Linked DNA regions of Mus musculus: region 2 is linked to region 1. The links are chromatin contacts, called in public promoter capture Hi-C maps. All regions are on one chromosome and are shown on one strand. The core of a region is the stretch at or near the end of the contact, and the rest is flanking DNA. Distances in the headings are between cores, read along the strand shown.

Region 1 (5,016 bases), core at 2,380-4,879:
TCCTTTTTCTCAGAAGCCAACACTTGCCTGTAGCTCTTCATCTAGGAGAAGGATCTTTGAGATTTCACCCATCCTTGTTGGAATGTCAACTGGTATTGTCATAGTTCAGGTTTTGTTTAGAAGCCATATTGTTGACATTTCATGTGTGTGGTTCCCCTGAGTTTCCTTGTTATACATGGAAGACACGATCCCATGGATGACAACTGATCCTCTGGTTCTTAAAATCTAATCTATTCTCCTCTTCCTCAATGATCCCTGAGCCTGAGATTAGTATTGTGTTGGATACCCCTATTGTAAGCAGTTGTGGATTTCGTTAGTGGTTGATATTTGTTACAAAAATAAGCTTCTTTGATGAGGCATGATAGCCTTACTTATCTATGGGTCCAGAATAACAAATTTGAAACCAGTTTAGGAAAGGGGCAGTATTAGGTATTCAAGGATACATGACTTAAGCTGTCATGGGTATTTGGCTAGGTTTACAGAATCAGGCATAAATTCCTTCTTATTAAGAAGGTCTTCAAGTTCAATTATGTGTCTTTTGATTAGGCACCAAACCTAAGCGACACTATTTCATAATTGGGGGTTTATTGCTAGGCTGGTCATTGTGGATCACAGGCTTTCAGCAAGTAGTTTGCATAGCACCTTCAAAACCTATGTGATATAGTCATCAGGGAGGAGGCTTCTAGATCATTTCCAGTTCAATCTCTCCAAACCTTGTGCCCCAAGTGTATAGGGTGTGCTGCAATAGGGTCTTACCTTAAATTTCTGGTAAGAAATTGGGAGGAAAGATAATAGCCTATGATGTTTTGGAGTCTCAGGTGACAGCCAGAAGTGACACAAAAAAGGTCCCAATTCAGCACCTTGTTCATTATCTACTATCATATTTAATATTTCAAACAGACTAGGAGACATATGTTACCATCCCATTTTACAAACCCAAATTCTTGGGCATTGTCTCAGTTAGAGTTTCTATTGCCATGAAGAGACACAAGACTAAGGCAACTCTTATAAAGGAAAACATTTAATGGGGTCTGGCTTACAGTTTCAAAGGTTCAGGGAAGCATGACAGCATCATGCAGGCAAGCATGGTGCTGGAGAAGGATCTAAGAGTTTTACACCTTGATCCTTACATAGTAGAAAAGAAACAGCTACATTGGGCATGACTTGAGCATCTAAAACTTCAAAGTCCTCCCGCTAGTGATACAATTTCTCCAAATAAAACCACACCTTCTCCAGCAAGACCACACCTCCTAATAATGCCATTTATTTTTGACCTATGGGACCATTTTTATTTAAACCACCACAAATAATATGCATAAGATACTCCTCCTAGTATCACATAGGACTCAGTTTTTAACTTCTTTAAAGTTTCAGGCCATGTAAGAGGCTATAACACGCCAACCTGGAATCCTGATAGGACCTCAGGAAAGAGGCATTACTACTAGAAGAAAAGAACACATTCTCAACCACTTTTATCTTTTTCCATCAGCTTGTGGGACGGTAATTTTCTTCTTCTAAAAGATAAAAAGGAGACAGAAGTGCAAAGTGTTTTGTATCCCTGGCCAAAGGGCCTGGTTTGGGGAGGAACCCAAAGGAATCTGAACTTGTTCTACTTTAGGTGTCTTCACTGTTACTTCTCACTTTCTCTGAACAAGCTCCCAATGGTTGGGGGAGGGGAGCACTGGTGGGGGTCCTTTCACACCTATGCCGAAGCTGTGGTCCAATCCCAACATGACTTTGAACGTCCAAACTGCATGTATTTTCTTTTAGGTATCACTTCCCACATGTGTTGGGGGAGACAGGAGAGAATTTCATTTAGTTTCTCCAGCCTTATGAAAACAGTTAACAGGCAGCTCAGTGACAGCAGGAGTGCTAGTCCTGCCCTTGCTGACTTAAGGGAGGTAGTAACCAACTCAGTTACTACCCTGCCCAGATCCAGAGCTTTGAGTTGATCCACCCCAACATCTACGCCATCTGTGAGGTACTAGTGTACTGCTGTACATGGTTCTAGGCAACAGCAGGATACTTGAGAGGAGTCTCCACTAGGGTTTCAGAATTGATGGTGTAGCAGAATCCAGAGCTCTTAACCAGATCAACAATGATTCTTCATTGCAATGAACATTTGCATGTAAAGCTGTTTGTGTAAAAGGGTGTATTGTGACACTCTGCAGCTTCGGATCCCACTTTGATGAACTAGAGGAGAGGTGAGAAAGATGGAAGAGCGCAGTGGAGCATGCTCAGTGAAAAGAGGTAGAACTTGACTCGACAGCTGTGGTGGGTGTGAGAGAGGGCTGCAGTTCATTCAGGAACAGGTTGTTACACAGTAGGGTCAGCAGGATGGTGTGAAGCCACCTGGAGCTTGTACACACTCAGGCCCTGAAGCAGGTGCACAGCTGCAGGAGTACCCTGACTCCGAACAGGGAAATAATATTTCAGATGAATAATGGTTAACTTACTGGTTTGGACCATGGGGTCTGTACTTCTCCCAGAGGCCATGCTGACCCATGGCCTGTGCTTTGGCAGAGGGCCATGTTGATGTCCAAGGAGGTCCATGGTGAGTGCTAATGCTAGAGACCATGTGAAGATTCTATGGTCTGTGCTATTTGTGGTCTGTGCTGTGGCCAGAAACCATGTAAAAAACCCAGGATTTATGCTCCTGCTGAATATAAAGAACAAGGAGGACAGTCTCACAGTAGTATCGATGACTGCAAATGAACAGTTGAGAAAGATGAAAATAGAAACCCCTACCTCCAACCCATTCCTACCCCACACAATGTAACAACCTACAAAGGGAGCTATCAAAGAAAGCCCTTAAAATTTGTGATAAGGGTGCTGAAATGTAGCTCTTCATAAATGATGGCTCTGGCAGGGGTAGAGGTAGAGAAGCACTGCCCAGGTAGAATTTGACTATGCTCCAGTGAGTATAGAAACAACAAAAAATGGACTTACTTTTCTTTTTCATTTTTTTTTTCTTTTTCTTCTTTTCAGGGGAGGTCACAAGAGTGGAAGAGAAGAGAGGGAGGACTGAGAAGTGAGTGTGATTGGGGTACATGATATGAAATTCCCAAGGAATCATAAAGATATTATGTTGAAAGAAAAACAGAGTTGACATAAAGAAATTGTAAGTCATGAGATGATCCCATGTAGTCATTTAACATTTATAACTTTATGTTGTAAAACGATTAGCTCCATCAAGCTCACATTTGGAGCATGCGGTTACAATGCTCCAGCTATACTTGCTTATTGGGCTTCAAGCATACAACATGCTTGATCAAGCAAAGAAGCCATGCTATACATCAGAGCCCAGAATTTGTTCTTCTGGAGACTGAAACACTGCCTGCCTGCCTTGAGAAACCAGTTTGCCCAGGTGTGAGAGGAGGCTGTGACCACAATGACAGAGTGTCACACTGAGCTGTGTCTCCCTTCCCACCTCCCCTGGGGGCCTGGGCAACTCTGAACCCCCTACAGAGTGTGTTTACTTTACCCCATAACCACACCTTGTCACAAAAGCAGAGACTGTCCCTCAGAAACCAAGGCCCAGTGACTGGGGTGGTATTCAGGGCCTTGCCTGCCACCCTCTGGGGGAGGGGCCAGGCTCCTTCTCAGTCTTCTGTGACTGAGAGAAGTTGTTAAAGACCATGCCTTGGCACTGAGGAGCTTGAAGCTTTGACACTGAGCCCAGGAGGTTTTGACTAGGCCAGGCTGTGCAGGTATGTTTATGGTGAGTAGAGTATAAGTCTTTCTCTCTTCCTTCCTCTGCATTTCTGGTATTCTGTTGCCATCTTTCTCAGACTTACACATCTATGTACTTCTCCTTTCCTCTTACAATTAAGCATCTATCTTGTGTATATAGGGTCTCCTTTCTTCCTCAGGAACCATCTGGACACAGGTGACTCCCAGAAATTTGGCCTTTGACAGCTGGAGATAGGGACAAGTGAGCAACACAGCAGGTATCCACTCTGGCCCTGAAGACCATGTGATTTGCTTGCCAGGATCCTGACTTGCCTCTCTGACACTTGCCCCTATGAGAGAGCCTTGTTCTGTGGTGGGGTGCTGCTGGTGTTGCTCTCTTAGGAGTAATGTACTCTGCAGTTGTTCATGGCACAGCCTGACCTGGGCCTGACCTGGTTAGTGAATCAGATCTGGGTTTGAACTGAACTGAACAAAGACATGTGGAAATGGCATCCCCAGGGTTGGAGGTCTGAGAATTGCAAAGGCATGGAGGAGGGCTGAGTGAAGACTGCAGTGGTAATCACTGCCATGGAACCATGACCCAAACTTGGGGAGCTTCCTATTCCTAGTTTGGCTGCATTTGCAACCTGCTCCAAGCTTCAGTTGGAAGGAACAGGACAGAGAAGATCTCTATCCAACCACAAGCAGGATATTTTTTCTCTGTTCTCTCTTTGAGACAGAGGGCCTGGAGAGAAGGGACCATGGTCCTGAGCGCTTTTAAAGTCATCCAAGCCCAGAGTCAAAACCCAAACCAGCCCAGGCGTTAGCTAATATTTTTCCACCTGAAAATAATAATAATAATAATAATAATAATAATAATAATAATAAATCCATGTCCAAATGCCACTGTTTGCTCTGTATGTAACCCAGTAATACAAGCAGTAATCTTAAACATTAGTCTCCTATACTTTATTGTCAATAAGGAAGTTGTCAGCAGGATTCCTGGCAGAGTGGTTTTACAGGAAGGACTTGTAAGTAGCCTGGGTGCAGGCCAGTGGGAGGTACACAGGGCCTGCCCAGCATTACAGAGGTAAGGAACCCTATAAGGAAACAAAAAGCAGCTGCATAAAAGGTCCTTTCCTTTCATGAAAGGACCAATTGTATGGTACATGGAATGGGAAGGGCTGGGTAATGCTCTTTATGCTCAAGCATCTGACACCAAGTGCTCAAGGCCTCCCCATCGGCAGTTCCTTCATTTGGTCAAAAGCTCCCAACTGATCTTTTCTGTGGATAAATCCCAGAGATAAGGCAAGTATGCCCCATCCCAGTGTTGCCCACCCCAAC
Region 2 (4,986 bases), core at 2,056-4,555, 3.2 Mb before region 1:
GCATATATAATATAGCTTTCAGTTTAGTACTTTTATGGGGCTCCTGAATGTAAGAGGCTGGAGACCATGTACACATCCATGATCCATGCTAGTACCAGAAACCATGTGGAAATGTGTTATCCATGCTACTGCTGTCTACAAAGGGCAAGTAAACTGCTTTTGGAGTAGAATCAATGACTGCAGACTCACAGATGAGAAAAAAGGACATTAAAAGCTTCAGTGACAAGCCTTACCCTTACCCTACCCCAACCCTCCACATAAAAAGTAACAGCCAAGACCGGAAACCATCAAATAGAGTTCTTAATATGTGTGATAAGGATGCTGAAATGTAGCTCCACCCTGATATAGCTGTCTCCTAAGAGGTATTGTCAGAGCCTGGCAAATACAGAGGCAGATGCTCAAAGCCAACCATTGGACTGATCACAGGGTCTCCAATGGAGGAGTTAGAGAAAGGACTGAAGGAGCTGAAGGGGTTTGTAATCTATACTAGGAACAACAATATCAACCAACCAGATCCTCCAGTGCTCCCAGGGACTAAACCACCAACCAAAGAGTACACATGGAGGGATCCATGGCTCCAGCTGCATGTGTAGCAGAGGATGACCTGGCCAGACATCAATGGTAGGAGAGGCCCTTGGTCCTGGGAAGGCTCCATGCTCCAGTGTTGGGGAATGCCAGGGCAGGGAGGCAGGAGCGAGTGGGAGAGTAGGTGAGCACCCTCATAGAAGCAGGAGGAGGGACGATGGGATAGGGAGTTCCCAGAAGAGAGACCTGGAAAGGGAATAACATTTGAAATGTAAATAAATAAAATATCCAATGTTTTTAAAAAAGAAATGTGATGCTGGGCGTGGTGACGCATGCCTTTAATCCCAACACTCAGGAGGCAGAGGCAGGCAGATTTCTGAGTTCGAGGCCAGCCTGGCCTACAAAGTGAGTTCCAGGACAGCCAGGGCTACACAGAGAAACCCTGTCTCGAAAACCAAAAGAAAGAAAGAAAGAAAGAAAGAAAAAAGAAAGAAAGGAAGGAAGGAAGGAAGGAAGGAAGGAAGGAAGGAAGGGAGGGAGGGAGGGAGGGAGGAAGGGAGAGAGAGAGAGAGAGAGAGAGAGAGGAGGGAGGGAGGGAGGGAGGGAGGGAGGGAGGGAGGGAGGAAGGAAGGAAGGAAGGAAGGAAGGAAGGAAGGAAGGAAGGAAGGAAGGAAGGAAGGAAGAAAGGTGGCTCCATACTTGATGGCTTCTGGCAGGGTGTGGGTAGAAAAAGATTAGGTTTCCTTATGCAACTGGACACTGGATGTTTGACCATGCTCCGGTGAGTCTATAGGCAACAAAAATTGGACTAACATTGGGTGGGGGAGGTCACAGATTGGGAAAGCAAACCTGAGAGGACTTGGAAGTGAGTGTGATTGGGGTACATGATGTGAAATCCCCTAATAATCAATAAAATGTTATTTTAAAAAAGAGAATGATTTAGTGTCAGAAAGATGGCTCAGCAGGTAAAAAGGCTTGATACCCAGCCTTGATGACCAGAGTTCCAGCCCTTGGCCACAAACATCTGTAATCTCAGCACTGATAGTGGTGGAATGAGCACAAGAGACTCACCCTGAAACAGAACAACAGAGATGACAAGGGACCTGATGGAGAAACCCAGTTCCTAGGAAGTCATCCTCTGTGCATGCAAACACACGTGAATAATAATAAATAAACATTTTAAACTTCTTAAAATAATTTAAAGATTATTTGCACAGAACAACTGCTTATTCTCACTCTACAATAACATTAAAAGCCTCAGATTTAGACCAGGTTAGCAAAAATACACTTTCTCAATATTGTTGTAAAAGGGTAACAATTTTAAGAACATTTCTGTATTCATTTCATAAGTTGAAGAAATTTATTTCCTGATCAGCTTCAGGATCATTGTAACTATACACACACACACACACACACACACACACACACACACACACACACACACACGTAAGGCTGTATTTATTGAAGTGGCAAAATATACAAGATCATTGCCAATTTAAAAAAATTTTTTTTGTTTTTTTTTTTTGTTTGTTTGTTTTGGTTTTTGAGACAGGGTTTCTCTGTGTAGCCCTGGCTATCCTAGAACTCACTCTGTAGACCAGGCTGGCCTCGAACTCAGAAATTCACCTATCCTCTGCCTCCCAAGTGCTGGGACTAAAGGCGTGCACCATCACTGCATGGCTAAAAATTTGTTAAAAACTGAGAAGTGATCCTTCCCTCGGCATTCCTATCCTGGCTTAGGCCATTTGCTCAGTAGCCACAGGAGCATCCCAACCCCTCACCCTGTTGTTTATCAGTCAGCCAAAGGGAACCAGAGACCAGAGCAGACAAGACACAAGGCTGAGAGCAATCAGAACCCAGAGGATAGAGCAAGGAACTTCACAATCTCCAGTACCTTCACCGTGTATTCCCTATGAGAGACATGTCATGATAGGGCAGGGAGCCCCGCACAGGAAGAACCTGAAAGAAGAAGGTGAAAGTCTTACTAACACTAAAAAAAAGTGTAAAATATCAATACGTGGACCAGATGAAGCCATTTCCCCCTGGAGTCTGTGGTTACTGCTTCCCTGACCAAAAAATATTCTGTCTTCAGAGGTTGGGATGGGGACAGAGAAGTCAGGAGTGGGGACGTTGACAAGGAAGAAAATAGGGAGTTGGTAACTGAGATTTAATCTATTGTTCAGGGCTGTAACTCCAGCACTACCATAGGTCTGCCTTAGCATAAATAAATGGACTGATTGTACCTGAATAATAGAAATACTCTGTAGTGGTGCACCACTGTCTGTCTCTTCTCATCTCGGGGGTTTGGTACTCTGACACAGCTTGAAAGGAGCCACGGTGGACCTTGGTGCACTCTAGAAATCGGGATGAAGAACAAGGGAAAACATTCACATGCACAGTTTGGCAGGCCACACTGCACATGTATGGTGGCCATGCCCTCCTCGGCTCCCACCTAGTTCCTGTGGCTGCTCATAGATTTCCAGAGTGGGAAAGCAGGTCATTTCGCATAGCAGTTTATTTTCGTTCGTGACAAGGAAGAGAAATAATTACATCAGCCTGAGCATTATTTCAAAGTCTAAATTCAGATCTTCCGCGATTGGAAACTGTCAAACTTAAAATAAGACACTCCGCGAACGAAGTCTGTCTGCCTGAATCCAAGCGTGCACCAGCGAATGGATAGCGCAGACTGGAAATCCCGAAGGACCAGCATCTTCTTCCCAGGCAGGAGCTGCCCCTCCCCCACCTCAGTTACACCAGGGCTCACTGGGGAGGGGGCTGGGTGGTTCACGCCAGCTCCGGGCTGGAGAAAGCTAAGAGCTTCCCACCACCACTACCATATCCTCCACCCACCCACTGCCCGCCGAAAAGCGAGCTCAGAGTGATGGAGGCCTCCTGGCTGGAGACTCGTTGGGCGCGGCCCTTGCACCTGGCTTTGGTGTTCTGCCTGGCGCTGGTGCTGATGCAGGCCATGAAGCTCTACCTGCGGAGACAGCGACTGCTGCGCGACCTGAGCCCCTTCCCGGGGCCTCCCGCCCACTGGCTCCTGGGACACCAGAAGGTAGATGGAGGGAGGGGCGCAGCAGGATGCTGCCGAGGAAGCCAATAGCCTAGCCTCTGCTTCCATCCCTCCCATGCAGTTTTGAGCTATTCTAGGACTTCCAGCCTGGGGGATGGGGGAGGGTAGGGTGGCTCTCAGCTCCTCTGCAATACTAGGAACTCTCGCATTCCCCCGCGGAAGGGTTACTAGACAGGGAGGTTATTTGGGAAACGTGAATATTGTAAAAGAGCACTAGGTGTCAGCTCAGTCTCCAGTCGCCTTGGTATGTCTTCTGCGTGTATTGTTTAACACTCAGTGTGTTGCTCTAACTCATACTTAGTTGTAGAAAATGTTCAAAAGCGATAGCAATAGTTGACCCCTTGGTTCATTCAGGCCAGGAAAAAAAAAATGTCTTTTTAAAGCTTCCTGTAAAAGCGGGAGGGGCCGCACCCCATTGCTCTGCGGATACTGATTGCCCTATCACTTGCCATATCACTTGTTCCATGTCTCCTGTTTTCAAATCCACTTCCTACCCAGACTGATAAATTCTGTCAACACATTGGGAGTAGCAGCTGTGTGTGCTAAGTCCTAGGTCTACAAAAGGAAAGTGAGTCTTTTCCCTGACGGGCCCAAGTAAGGTACAGACTTGAGCACTAAGAGAAAATGAAAATCCTGGCTTGGAGGGATGGTGTGCCTCCTCCTAGGATCCCTGGGGGAAGAAAGAACCACTAGCTGTGAAGCGCCTGCACAAACTCTCCAGGAATGGGTGGGCTGGAAAGTCTGCCCTGGGGATTTTGCTCCTTGGCTTCCTCGACTATATTATATATATTATATTATTATATTATATCTCTGCCATGTATCATTTCCATGTGCCATGTGGTGACTCGAGGTCCCTTCAGATACACTCAGATGCACATAAACCATGCTCTCTTGTCTTTTCTTTCTCTCTTCCTTCCTTCCTTCCTTCCTTTCTTTCTTTCTTCCCTTCTTTCTTTCTTTCTTTCTTTCTTTTTTTCTTTCTTCCTTTCCCTCTCTCTTTATTCTCTCTCTTTTCTTTGTTAAAATGTTTTGATTGGGAGTTTGGATTTTAGGTTTGATGTGGACAGTCAATCACTATAGCCCAGGCTGTCCTGGAACTCACTATATAGCCCAAGCTGTCTTCAAACTTGCAGTGGTCCTTCTACCTCTGCCTCCCAAGTGATCACAGTCATGAACCATCATGCTTAGTGACCGAATTTTCTTCCTTCATTCATCCAGCAGTATATACTTAGGCTGACTCCTAAGTCAGCCATTATAAATTAGAAATATATGCTGTGGTGAATATAGAAGTCAGATGGCTTAATGAAATAGTAATTATTTATTTTGAGCATATACCCAGAAGATGAATCATTGAATTTTTTAGATTTATTTATTTCATTTTATGT

Evidence for each region. Promoter capture Hi-C pulls out the DNA fragments that hold promoters and counts their contacts.
Region 2: a promoter capture Hi-C map of cranial neural crest shows a contact between it and region 1. The contact joins the promoter of Cyp4x1 here to the promoter of Slc5a9 in region 1. A contact is called at or near these places in 2 of 39 promoter capture datasets (cranial neural crest and frontonasal cranial neural crest).

The regions. Positions count from the first base shown.
Region 1 is chr4:111,901,409-111,906,424 of GRCm38.p6, reverse strand. It overlaps Slc5a9 (solute carrier family 5 (sodium/glucose cotransporter), member 9), which reads left to right and starts at 3,629. Exons shown (of 15, transcript NM_145551.4): 1 at 3,629-3,710.
Region 2 is chr4:115,132,398-115,137,383 of GRCm38.p6, reverse strand. It overlaps Cyp4x1 (cytochrome P450, family 4, subfamily x, polypeptide 1), which reads left to right and starts at 3,305. Exons shown (of 12, transcript NM_001003947.2): 1 at 3,305-3,583. The coding sequence starts at 3,407. Cyp4x1os (cytochrome P450, family 4, subfamily x, polypeptide 1, opposite strand) reads right to left here and starts at 3,552. Exons shown (of 4, transcript NR_131922.1): 1 at 2,978-3,552; 2 at 2,769-2,879; 3 at 2,420-2,484; 4 at 1-771.